2 separate regions of the Drosophila melanogaster genome follow, and region 2 is linked to region 1. A link is a contact called in public HiChIP or PLAC-seq data. All regions are on one chromosome and are shown on one strand. Each heading gives the region's core, a stretch centred on a gene start, on an enhancer-like site or on the middle of the called end of the contact. The rest is flanking DNA. Distances are from core to core; before and after follow the strand shown. Region 1 holds the start of lace (lace,). Region 2 holds the start of CycE (Cyclin E).

What was found. HiChIP or PLAC-seq counts read pairs in DNA pulled down with a chosen protein or histone mark.
Region 2: a Psq HiChIP or PLAC-seq map of the Kc167 cell line shows a contact between it and region 1, with 9 times the contacts expected there. The contact joins the promoter of CycE here to the promoter of lace in region 1. A contact is called at or near these places in 8 of 107 Hi-C or Micro-C datasets (the Kc167 cell line, the ML-DmBG3-c2 cell line, the S2 cell line and 3 more) and 3 of 6 datasets of contacts at active chromatin or transcription factors (the Kc167 cell line and the S2 cell line).

Annotation. Positions count from the first base shown.
Region 1 is chr2L:15,496,921-15,503,230 of dm6, forward strand. It overlaps lace (lace,), which reads left to right and starts at 2,207. Exons shown (of 4, transcript NM_057266.5): 1 at 2,207-2,504; 2 at 5,197-6,306. The coding sequence starts at 2,301.
Region 2 is chr2L:15,745,020-15,751,329 of dm6, forward strand. It overlaps CycE (Cyclin E), which reads right to left and starts at 3,131. Exons shown (of 6, transcript NM_165125.3): 1 at 2,967-3,131. ND-B17 (NADH dehydrogenase (ubiquinone) B17 subunit) reads right to left here and starts at 6,059. Exons shown (of 3, transcript NM_165126.3): 1 at 5,703-6,059; 2 at 5,531-5,632; 3 at 4,300-4,832. The coding sequence starts at 5,957. The coding sequence ends at 4,686. It overlaps lncRNA:CR44974 (long non-coding RNA:CR44974), which reads left to right and starts at 1,238. Exons shown (of 2, transcript NR_124289.1): 1 at 1,238-1,441; 2 at 1,500-1,981. It also overlaps asRNA:CR44866.

The DNA of each region.
Region 1 (6,310 bases), core at 957-3,456:
GGAAATTGTGAACTTTTCTTGTTTATTAAGCCAGCCAAGTCGTAATTATGCAAAGCGGGCCAAGAGCTACAAGTATGCTGCTGATGGAACGAGAGCGAATACTATAACTAATTGTATACAAAGGGGCCACAACAAGTTATTACTAAGGGCTTGCCAAGGATATTTATATCTGGATTAGTGCTCATAAGTTCGCAGAGATTTCGGTCTTAATTATTAATCTTACTACTAAATATTGTTTGGTAGAAATGGTATACAGAAAATTTTAAATTACAAGTCACTTCATTTACGTTGGTGACTAATTAGCAATATGATACCATTTTGCTGGTGAATTTCCCAGCAAAGGCGGCAAGTCAGATTTGATCCGGTAATTTGATTACACAATTGCCAAATATTTGTCAGGACCGAAAAACGACTCAACTGCCATTGTACTTGAACTCCGCACTCGATAAGCGAACCAGCCAAAGTGCAAAACCGCCAACATGCAACCAACAACAACCGGCAATCGACAACTAGCAGCAACACCAAAAATACACAGACAACCGAAATCGCAGTTAGCGGACCGAAATTGCAGACAGAAACACGGTTTGTGGCATTCAAAAGCGATTTGCACCATCAGATCATCGAGATAAGCATTAAGAATCTTTGACAGAAATTGGCTAGCTTTGAGATACAATGCATTTTTCTCCGTTTTAGGGATTAACTTGGCATAGAAGTGCAAAATATAGAAATAAGTAATAATGATCGAAGTCAACAAATTCATGAAATTTTCAACTTTACATTATATACTTTCAATGTCATGAGATTGTCAAGTGGAATATAAAAATCCTATTTAATTTATTATACAATATTTACATGTTACTAAAATAGACCAAGTAATAATATATGCTATATTTTAGAATATCCTCATCCTTGATTAAGTGCTTTGAGAAATAAATGAAACCTTCTCGAAAAGGGTATGTGATTTTCCCTCTGGCATCGGCGGAAACTTTTGCCTTCAGGGTGCCGCTGGCGTCGATCGGCAATCGCTGGATGAAAACCCGACGTGACCCGCTTTCTGGGCCTGCGGCTCAAAGGGCTTCAGCCCTGACAGTAGCACCCACTTTGGTGACTTGGACTCAGATTGGGTTTCAAATTTTTGGCATCTCCGGCTACGACAATTTGGCAATCATTTGCATATCGATGTAGCGATCGGTGCAGCTTTTGCCGGGGAACGTGTTGGCATTTTGCAGAGGCTACATCTGCCACAAAAGCTTCCAACTCAATTAGAAGCCTTAGCGTCGTTTTCATGTTGTTTACCCACAGTTGGGATGCGGCGCATACTGAAAACGAAACTGAAATGCGAGTTCAATGTTTTGATTTTGAAATGGGCTCTGAAAATCCTTGAAAAGTGTCATCGGCCGGCCACAGCAGATTAATTTACAAAATAGTCGAAATTCTTCCGCAATAAAATGTGAAGAAAAACAAAAGCCTGCGGTATGGAGATGATCTATTTATGAGGCGAAATCCACTGCCCGAGACGTGTCTCCTTGCGGCAAAGAGTCAACGCACTTCGCAGCTCATGAATTTTACTACAATTGCCGCTTTACGCACTTTTATCTGAATATCTGTTGCCTGAAATTCTGTTTTCCTCCTTTTCTTTGTGCATTTTAATCTAATTTATTATTGCCGGCGAGGCGGAATTTTTCTTTGCGTAAGTTTTGGACCGATTTTAATGCTCAAGGGGAAAATGCTTGACGTGTTAAGTCTGAAAACTTGTGGTTTCTAATATGTAATGGAATATAAAACATTATTTTTTTTAGCTTATCTCCCACTTAAATGATACATTGTTGAACCCTCGTATCATATATAAATTTATATATTTTCATTAAATTGCTGTCAAATAATTTAAGTTGAACCCCTATGTGACTAAAATAGAAACCATTTTAGTTTAAATAAATTTCTTTGAAAATCTAATTAATACAAAAATCTACTTCTCTTTTGCGACATCTGGCGCTCAGAAAGTATACTAAACAGCACTGTGGCTTGAACTGCTTGCATGGTGGAGGTATTCGCTAGGAGCTGGCAGTACTAAAAGCAGAGAACACAACCGGAAGCGTTATTCCACAAAATGTGGCCTTTTAAATTATATGTGAAAATACGATAAGTACCTTAAAATACCGAAGGCGCGCAGTTTTCAGTATAACAGCTGGCCGAGTAACTGGCCACACCATTCCAATTAGAAAGAAACCTATTTAAGCAAAACGCATCGATCTCTCCGTAATTTTTTGTCCGCTGAGTAATCGGAAATCGGCAACGGAATAATGGGCAATTTCGACGGCGATTCTGGAACGGTTTTCGAGCAGAGCTATGCGACGACCAACGGAAACGGAAAGGTGCCGAATGGCAATGGGGCGGCAGATCTCAGTGCCCCGGAAAAACAGGAACTTCTCCGGAAGTTCTCGGCACCCGCGTACACTGAAATTCGCACGCGACGCTGCCAGCCGAAGCCCGCAAACGACGCCCAGGTGAGCCAGGCATTTTCGCTCAGTGTGCGGGGTGAAACGCGAGTTAAACACTTGGACGAAACGAAAATAACGAGCTAAAAGGCCATAAAAATTGGCCAAAAATGTGGTTCCATAGCTGGTTCCATTCACCCTCTCGCTCGCTCTTCCAGCCGGCGAATTATTGATTTTGTGTGAGAGCGAGGGAGCGCGCATAAGAGAGAGGGAGAGAGAGTGAGAGTGAAGGCGTGCGTCAGCTGGAGAATTTCGGCCCAATTTTTGCTGCCCTTTTTGGCGATTTTCCTCCGCTTTTCCCGCTTCTGGGTCATCGGGCAGCCACAGCTGTTTTCCCTCCACTGCAGTGTTTTCCTCGCGTGTTTTCCTTTTCGCCGCGAGTGCTGACCATTTGGCGTATTTTGGCTACTTCCGGATGATAGAAACTATTAGAACTCTGCGGAAATATCCTATCATCATATACGATCAGAGAGTTATTTCATAAATTGTGATCATGAAAGGCAATTTGTAGTGTTGGAAATTAAAGTATTGGGCAATATTATTTCACTTTCATTATTATAATTTTAAGTAGTCTATACATTCCTCTGAGATAGCTATCTTACAATTGACTAAGCCCTAAGATAAGAACATCAGCATGTTAAAGTAACTTAGATTTCAGAAATTTCATAATACCTATTTTAGATGTGCGTTAAACTGTTTGGTACGCTAGTCCATTTTACCACATGCACTCTCTAATCTAGCCATTGTCTCTTCTTCGGCACTCCTGCACTCATTCGAAATTTTCCTAGTGACTGGAGTACGACCCCAAAGCAAACACACACATAAGTACGTAGTTTGGGTGCACAATGTGTGTGGGGAGAGCGGCACAATGCTGGTCTGGTCATAATATTGTCATGCCACGCCATGCCCGGCTCGCCTTATCAGGCCCATTCCACCAGTCTTTTACGTAAAGCCTCGCAGAATGCGATTCGCTGGTGAATCACAATGCTCCGCAATCTCCGAAGGCAGCGGTTTTGGGTGGGCGTTGATTTGTCGGTGATAAGAGTTTTGTTTTAAAATTCATGGACTCTCCCTGCGTCTGGGCTGCCAAAGAATAACTGTTGGCGGGTATACTTAACCGATTATCATATTTTTTATTATTCATAACTTTTTAAAAAGATAAGATAAACATATTATAACATTACATTCATTGGGTAATTCCGATACAATTCGATCTTTGGGGAGTGAGCAATTGTTAGTTTTCTTTTAAGTACCTAAAGATTTCATTATTGGTAGCTTTGTATTTCTTTTTTTCGGAAAGTAATACAATGGTTTACATAAAATTTATTTAATGAAATAGTTCCGTACCATGGCGACAACTTATTGAAATCATTCAGCTTGATTTAATGGCAACTAAAGACCTTTTCAAATTTTTAATCACACGAAAATAATGTTAGCGCGTGCAAGTCTCATATCTCCAATATCAACGGATAGAAAACTTTTATCAGCTCGGCAAGATTACAGTATGCATGATTTCAAAGGTAAAGGCTTAAATAAAAAAGAAATACTTAAGAATATGAAATTGCCAAAGCAATTATCTACTGACTCACAGCTAATACTTCTTGGAATCCCCACAAAATCGGTTAGAACTTGGCGTGCGCTGGTCGATTGTCAGTCGTTATCTTGGACTCCATGGATCCCCAACATATGGAAGTCATTATCTGGATCCCACACCATGCTCCCTACTTAGCTGTCCTTCTGTACGCGACCCATAGCGTAATTAGTATTACACTTTTTCTATTTATTTATTTATGTCGGTTTCGATTTTGATCTTTCTACGGTAGCTTCGAGCTCGTCTATATACCCTAACACTGGGACTCCATTAAATAACTAGGCATCGCGTAACCCACTTGACTTTTCGCTCCCCGCACTCCGTCTCATCGTATTTAGTAAACAAGCCCGGTGGCAAATGATAATAAACACGAAATATTATTGTCGCCGACTCGTTATTGTTATACGATTAAGCTGACGTTCAACTATATATATTTTTCGGAATATATATCTGCAGTTTGTGTTGCTCAGTTAATGAGATATATATATGTCTCGTATCGGATCCTTTGGCCAGCAAAATCAATAAGCAAATGATATATACACTTAAATAAGTACGTTAATTATAACGCTCTATTTGTTAGCTGGTGAGGTTGAAGTGTGCCAAGTTGGGCACACAAATACTATATACATTTATGGCTTCCCCTGTATGATTTTTGTGTCTGTCTCTTTTTGTGTGACTTCATGTCGAACTCGGCTCATGTGAGCGGTGGAGCAAATTGTTCAGCAGTTATCGTGTGATTGTATTTATATATGTACATACGTACCTTGCATATATGGATCTTTTAGTTAAATGTTAATTGACTGATGAATTGACTGAACGCATAGAAAGGGCAAGCAAGTGAGAATGTAGAATTTTTCATTTTTTTATAAAAGCGTTTACGCATGAGAACTATAAGTTTTGATATACATACTCGTATAAATGGGTATTACTGTGCTGATCCCTTTGAAGCGAACATGTTTACAATCTGTCTTACAATTTCCCATCTAGCCCGTCTAACAATATTGATTATTTGCTCTTTGATGAGTGATTTTCAATGGAAATTATGAAGATTCACAGTGATACCAATGATAGCGATAACCAGCCAATAATCGTTCCTCTCCCCTCTTACAGAGTCCCAGCTCGATCAACTACCATCCGGAAAAGAAGTCGATCCCCAATGGGCATGCCTCCATTCTGGATCAGGAGTCCAAGCCCAACCAGGCAGAGGGCAAACTTTCGCCGGAGCTGGAGCACTTCCAGAAAACCTCCTTTGAGGAGGTGCCTTTGCACACGGCCTGCCTTACGTATTTGGGATTCTATCTACTGATGATCCTGGGCTACATCAACCAGTTGCTCTTCGTGCCCAAAGTGGCCACCGAGAAGGGTCGGGATGGCTATGTAGCCCTCTACGATGCCTTCGAAAGCTTCTACTCGAGGTACGTTTACAGGAGAATCAAGGATTGCTGGAACCGACCCATCTGCAGTGTTCCGGGAGACGAACTCACTCTAAAGGATCGCGTAACCGATGATTATGGATGGAGTTTCAAGTTCACTGGAACGGAGACACGTTGCTTAAATCTGGGATCCTACAATTACCTGGGATTTGCCGCCGCTACTGGACAGTGTGCTGATGATTCAGAGGAAAGTGCTCGGAGCTCTGGACTGGCATACTGCAGCTCCCGTTGTGAGCTTGGTGACAACGAGCAGCTGCAAGAGCTGGAGGCTCTAACTGCCAGATACTTTGGCGTGGAGGATGCCATTGTCTTTGGAATGGGTTTCGCCACAAATGCGTTGAACCTTCCCTCACTGCTGGGACCCAACAGTCTTGTGATTAGTGACGAAAAGAATCACGCCTCCATCATTTTGGGACTGCGTTTGTCCGGGGCCACCACCAAGGTCTTTAAGCACAACAACATGCGCGATCTGGAGCGCGTCCTCCGTCAGGGTGTGTGCTATGGAAATCCCAAAAAAGGTGGTCAGCCATGGGACAAGGTTATGATCTTGGTCGAGGGCATCTTCAGCATGGAGGGGTCCATAGTCCGTTTGCCCGAGGTTATTGCTCTGAAAAAGAAATACAAAGCATACTTGTATTTGGATGAAGCTCACAGCGTGGGAGCCATGGGTTCCCGTGGACGAGGAGTTACAGATTATTTTAATGTGGATCCGAAGGAGGTGGACATTCTGATGGGCACCTTCACCAAAAGTTTTGGCAGTGCTGGAGGCTATCTCGCTGGATCCAAGGTAT
Region 2 (6,310 bases), core at 1,881-4,380, 250 kb after region 1:
CGCGATCGCTCCAAAAGTTTAACGGCGCAAAAAGCGAACACGCAAACTAAAAAACGTCAAAAGAATGCAAAAAATAAAGAAGAAAGCAAAAATTGCGAAGAAAACAACAACAAAATGAATGTGGCAGGTAAATGGAAGCAGAGGAGAAGAGGAAAGAACGAAGATGGCGCGAAGCAAGGTGGAGACGAAGGGGAAGCGAAAGCAAAACGCCGAGAAATATCAATGAACTCCATTCTCCACTTGGCAGTCTATCTCGCTCACTCATTGGTTGGGAGCACGTACATAGAGTAACTACTCACAAAAATAAATATAACCACGATTTTACAATAATTAAAATACTATTATTAATTCTACATATGTAAACATACATACATATGTATGTACGTAGATTGTGGGTAAGGGCTAAATGCCACTACCAATCTTTTTCTTCGTGTACCAAAGATATTTGCGCCACTTTTGACATAATTCATTATTTTGTTCTTCACTCGTTTACTCCATTTTGCTTTGAACCTCTGCTTCGTGTTCGTCAAGTTTTCGAAAGGTCCGTCGACTGATCGGCGATTTTCCGAATTTTTTCGACGTCGCAGTCAAATGCTCTCTTTTTTTCCGTTTTAGAGCGCAGTACTAAAACGTTTTTGTTTGTTGTTGGTGTTGGGAAGGGGAAAATAACTTGACTCGCTGTTCTGATTGGAATAAAACGGAAGAGAGCGAGAGAAAGAGAGCTTACTCTCTCTCTTAGCGAGCGCATTTCTTCCAAGTTTGTGCTTGTGTGTGTGTCATTGGAGGAAGCGTATAAAAATGAAATGAGCATGGGAAAAGAATGGAGAAACGCAAAGTGGCGCGAATTAGGCGTTTGGGCTGGGGCAGTTTTGTTTTACCGCCCAAAATCTATGCGAATGGCGGGAAAAAGTGCAATTCGGGCGGGAGAAAGATTAGAAAGTTGGCCCAAACAGCAGGGTAAACCATAAGCTGCATCTCAAGCCTTCTATAGTAAGAAAAGCTGTAATAGTTCACTGAACTCCCGTTACGCATTAGAAACTCAGTGCACTTTTAGACGTGATTAGAAGCTTTCATTTATTTCATAGGATTTTCCAATTTGTTCCCATTGGATAACGGTTTAATTCTAATAGGACACTTTTCCTTATAGGGGGAACACTAAAACACTGTGTGGGGGAGACAATTTGTAGTTGGACACCCCGTCTCTTGCCAATCAGAAAGCAACGGTTAAATCCTACAGCGTGTCAATTTTCTTATAAGAGGATGTTGTATTTGTAGCAAAAAATGCAAAGACACGACGGCAAACGCAGCATTCTCTCCCGCTCTTTCCTTCACTGTTCCACACACACTTGTCACCGCACACGCGTCATAAATTTTATTCCACTCTGAATAACGTATTGCCTTTTATCCACTAAAACCATTGTGCAATTGGTTTTACCTTCTAGTAAGCGGAAAAATGCTTAACATAATATCCCCGGTGTTTTCACTTGTTTTTCTTAAAGGGAATTGAACAACGTTTTTCGAGAGTTTTTCGTCGTCGTCGTCGCCGGCCACGAAAAAACTTCACGAGCAGCGGAGCGGCGGCAGCAAAGTGATCGCTTTGGAACCGAAAAAAAAATTGGTGGAACTGGGTATCAAAAGCAGCGACGTCGACTGCGGCGAGTGTGCATGAGGAACGCGCCAAAACAGGCGGATCCGAAGCGCCAAAAAATGCAACAAACACAGGGGGCAACTTTGTTGTACTCTAGGGGAGGGACGGAGATGGGGCGAGCATCTCCAGCGCAAAGAACAGAGCGTGAGAAAGCGAGACGGGGCGATGAAGCCGCTGGTGGCAAGCTTGGCATTTTATTGAATGGAGTCTGCAATTGGAGTCCCCAGTCCCCAACAGGCTAGTCAGACTACAATTGGAGGTTCGACGTCCAGTCAGCTGGGTGGTCGAAAAACAGCTGACGAGGATGCCAGAAGGGCGGATTTAGTCGGATATATCGTGGTTATATATAAATACCTAAGATTTATTTCTATGTCATATGCCAATTTTAATTCAAATATGACCTTCAGAAAATAAATATTTAAATTTTAATATGAAACTATTTTTTTTAATATATTTTTAAAGCGCTCCAAAATCAATTCAAGGTTAAAATAAATTTATCTTGAAGGGTATTCATAAATCTTTAAAATTTTAATTATTTATTTATTCTTCAGAAGCCTGAAATTACATGGTTTAATATGCTTTTCTAGTAGTTTTTATGAACTGCAGCCAAATAACATATGACAAGATGACTGAGGTCGAACTAGGTGGTAACGCTGCTTTGAAACCAAACAAACCACTGCCACTTTGTTGTTTTCATCGATTAACATTCGAGCATTTTTGGCACCAACTTCGAGCGCTTATAAATCAGGTAAGCTAAATGAAAAACCATGCGTGCCTATAACCAATTGAAAGATCAAAACTCGCAGAATCTGATTTTTCACTAAAATCGAAAATCCCGTTCAATTCGGCCAAATTAGAATCGATTGAACTTGATGATTTCCCGCGCGCGGGAACCCGACGTCGGCGCGCGCTGCTGACAGCGATGACAGCTGCGCGCGCAAAGAGAAGGCGCGGAAGAGAGCGCGAGAGGGGCAGGGGAACAGAGAGAGAAAGAGGCAAAAACGTCGACGTCGCTGCTCACGTTTTTTTTCCATTACTTTTCGACTGCTACAATATCGATGGAGAAAACGGGGTCTAAAGGAAATGGCTTAAAAAGCAAGTTCACGAACTTTTGAACCCTGCACCTGCTGCAAATCGAATGGGCCAATTGGCCGGCATCACTCACCTGCTGTTGGGCAGGATTCGGGCAAATTCTCAGCGGGATTGCACACTGAAAAACACACGCGGACTGGAATGGTGATGAAAAAAATTGCACACACCGCCGCACACATACACACGCACGCCAGCCAGCAAGACAGTATAGCCTCCTTTTTGTCACCTTTTTCGACAGATTTATCGTGGTTCTGCGGTCTTTTTCACGGCTAGCTCAACCCCACGGCAGTCAAGGCCAATTCGATGCGATCCCCGCGATTTTTCAGCGACTCCAAAGTAACACAATGATCGCAAGTGGCACTGTGACGAGATCGAAATCGAGAGAGCGATGAAAGAGCAAAAAAAAAGGCCATAATCATCTGGCCACACGGCGCAAAGAGAGAGTCGGAGTTTAGTGGCAGCGGCGTTGCCACTACGGCCGATCGCGTTGCGGGATTTTTATTGGCGCGTTATTCAAATTTTGAAAAATAACTTCTATGTTAGCCTGACTTTTACTGCTCTGCATATTTAGTTCACTATTTTTCCGGGCTGATCATATCTGGAAATCGGGTATTTAAAATAATAAAAGATGTGCAACGTGCTTAATGTTAAATGGGGTTTTAGAAAAGAAATTGTATTATATAAATTTTGCTTTGATTGTTCGATTAACGGATATTAAATAATTGGATTTTCCGTTGGGAGCGTAATTTGAAACGCATATTTGATACGCTTATATTGTTTTTGTTTTATTGTTATATTCTTGTTTTTATCATGCGACTATCTAGTAATTAAATTCAAACAGAATACTCAAGTAAGAATTTTGTATTTTAGGAAATACTTAAAGTATTTTCACTCGATTTAATTTTTGGCGCACTTTTCAAACAATAACGGATGTCACTCAAATGATTTAATGGTTTTCAACTTTAATGCTCTTTTTTGTTGCTTAACTCACATATTGATTTTGTTTTATTATAGCAAATTTCGTATAATAAATGTTAGAATTACACGAACACTTTACTTTTCGATTTGAATTTGTTTGATTTTAATCCACCTCACTGAATTGCAGATTTTTTCGGCGTGCTGTTATTTATCCACAAAATAATAATTTTTAGGCAGTAATAACTAACAATTAGCGAATATTTGTCTTTAGGGAACTTTGCTAATTTTCATGTTCATGCTAATGTTAGCTATTGGTTTTGAATTTTATATTTAATATTAAAAAGTTAAATAATTAACTTCTGATAAATATTTTTTAATATAGCTTGTATTTTTAGAACTCTTATTAATTCACTCAATCACTTTTGATAATAAATTTCCTCACACAAACCGTTGCTTACAAATATTTGTATTTTATTTCGAAACTTTTAAAATTGAATTATTTATTGAATTAAAATTTATTAATTTCCAAATTACTATGTTTTAATGTTTATCCAATAAATATCATTTATGACACCTTTCTAACTCATTCTCATTGATTTCACTTAATACATTTATTAGTAATCATCAATTTGATTTATATTCAAATGTGATTAAATGCCACTTGACACACCTGATTAGAAAATTTCATTTTCTTAGAGCTTCGACCGCAGCCTGGTTTCTTCACAAGCTCGAAAAACCAAATAAAAGAAAGCTGCCGATAATTAACAATTTCCAGCGAATTGAGCACACCGGCAAAGTGCTAAGTTTGCATTTCGGCAGTGTAACACAGCCAGAAATGAATATCCGCCAAGCGCAGCAGAAAAACCTCAACTTCAGCAGCGGGGCCATGGCAAAACCACAATCCACTCTCAATCTCCAGCTTTGTGTTTTCGTTTCCATATTTATTGCGATTTTTGTTTTGATATTATTAATTTTACGTTTCAAACTTAAGCAAAATCACTAAGCCAGCTCGGGGACGATCATCTCTTCAAGCTTTCAGCGGCGACTCGTTGAATCCGCGAGCCGCGTAATCGGAAGGCGCCGATCGATCGGAGACCTTGGGATAGCCCTCATCTCCGGGCACGCACTGCTTGCGCGAGTGAATCACACGCCAGCCGCCCTTCCGGGTCCAGTCCTTAAATAAAAGGGTTATACATTAAACTATGCATATAATATATATATATTAAACGATGAAACACAGCTAATTTGTTGAAAGAAGGCGATCTTAAGTATATGCATTAAGTATAAGGTCTTTAGAGCAATAAAACTAAAACTATCTATAAGAATTTCCTTAATTTATAGAAACAAAAATGTAACTTTCAAGACTATCACAACTTTTAAATTCAACCGTTTTTACAGCTCTTAAGCGCTTAAAAATACAAAGCAACAATACGAGTAATACCATAGGTTCATTATAAAAATAACTTTTATAACATTATAAAGTAAGTTTGAAATTGATAACAATTCTTACATTTAAAATATACATGATATGTTAGTTACATTTGAAAGTTTTTGGAATTTTAGCCAATGATGAGCAGTTTTTATAGTACATGGGCATACACATGTATAGACATATATTAAATTCTTTACGTGATGGTTTTGATTTAAATTTATTATGTTTTAAGACTAGTATAGTTTTAAGATAGTGTAGTGGATACGTTTTGCCAATTTGCATATAATGAAAAGCGTGGGCCTGAAGTTATTTTCCCTATGAACACACTTTTCTATTGCAACTAACTATAGTTGAGATACATTAACTTCCGATACCATGCATTAGTACATTTGGAATGACTTATAGTAATAGCCAACTTGAATCCTCGACCAATTACTTACATTCTGGTTGTACTTGAAGTAGTAGGCGCCGGCGTAGATTCCGGTTAGGGCGAGCAGAGCCTTTCCGGTCCAGAAGCGCACGGTGTACGCGCGCTGAAAGCCCTGCAGGCGAGGAAACGGATGCTCCTCCGGTCAAAAACTTGATTACATAATACCCACGACAACAACTCACCAGGACGGGTTCCAAAACATTGCAGACCTTGTCGAGGGGAGCGCGGTAGAAGCGCTTGATGGGGTTGTTCAGCTCCAGCTCCAGGGCGGGCACCTTGCGGGGTCCATGGTGCAGCTCCTGGTCCTTCAGCCACTGTTTGCGCCAGGCGCGCTCCTCCGGCGACATGCCGATCAGGCGCTCACGCTCCCGCACCATGCGGCCCGCAATTACCATCGGCTTCACGCCGCCCGTTTCCGAGGCACCACCAGCTACCATTTTGGACCGTTTGTTTTCGAACTTTGCGATGTGGACGTTGGAAAACGCCAACAATTGTATAATTTAATCGGACAGCGACAATGGAAAAACAGAACAGCTGTTGCCGCCAGTGTGACCGCACTCTTAAATATACCAGAAACTGCGATGGTATTTTTAATACCCATTACTCATACAGTGGAGGGTATACTAGATCCGTTGAAAAGTATGCAACACGTATAAGGCTGCGTTAGTACCCTTTTAAGCTAGGTCAATACATCTGTTTATAATTTGTTGATGAATTTTTCCGGGATTATTTCTTAATTAGGACTACATACGCCTATAAGCACGGCATTTCGAAACCCGCTCTGTGAACA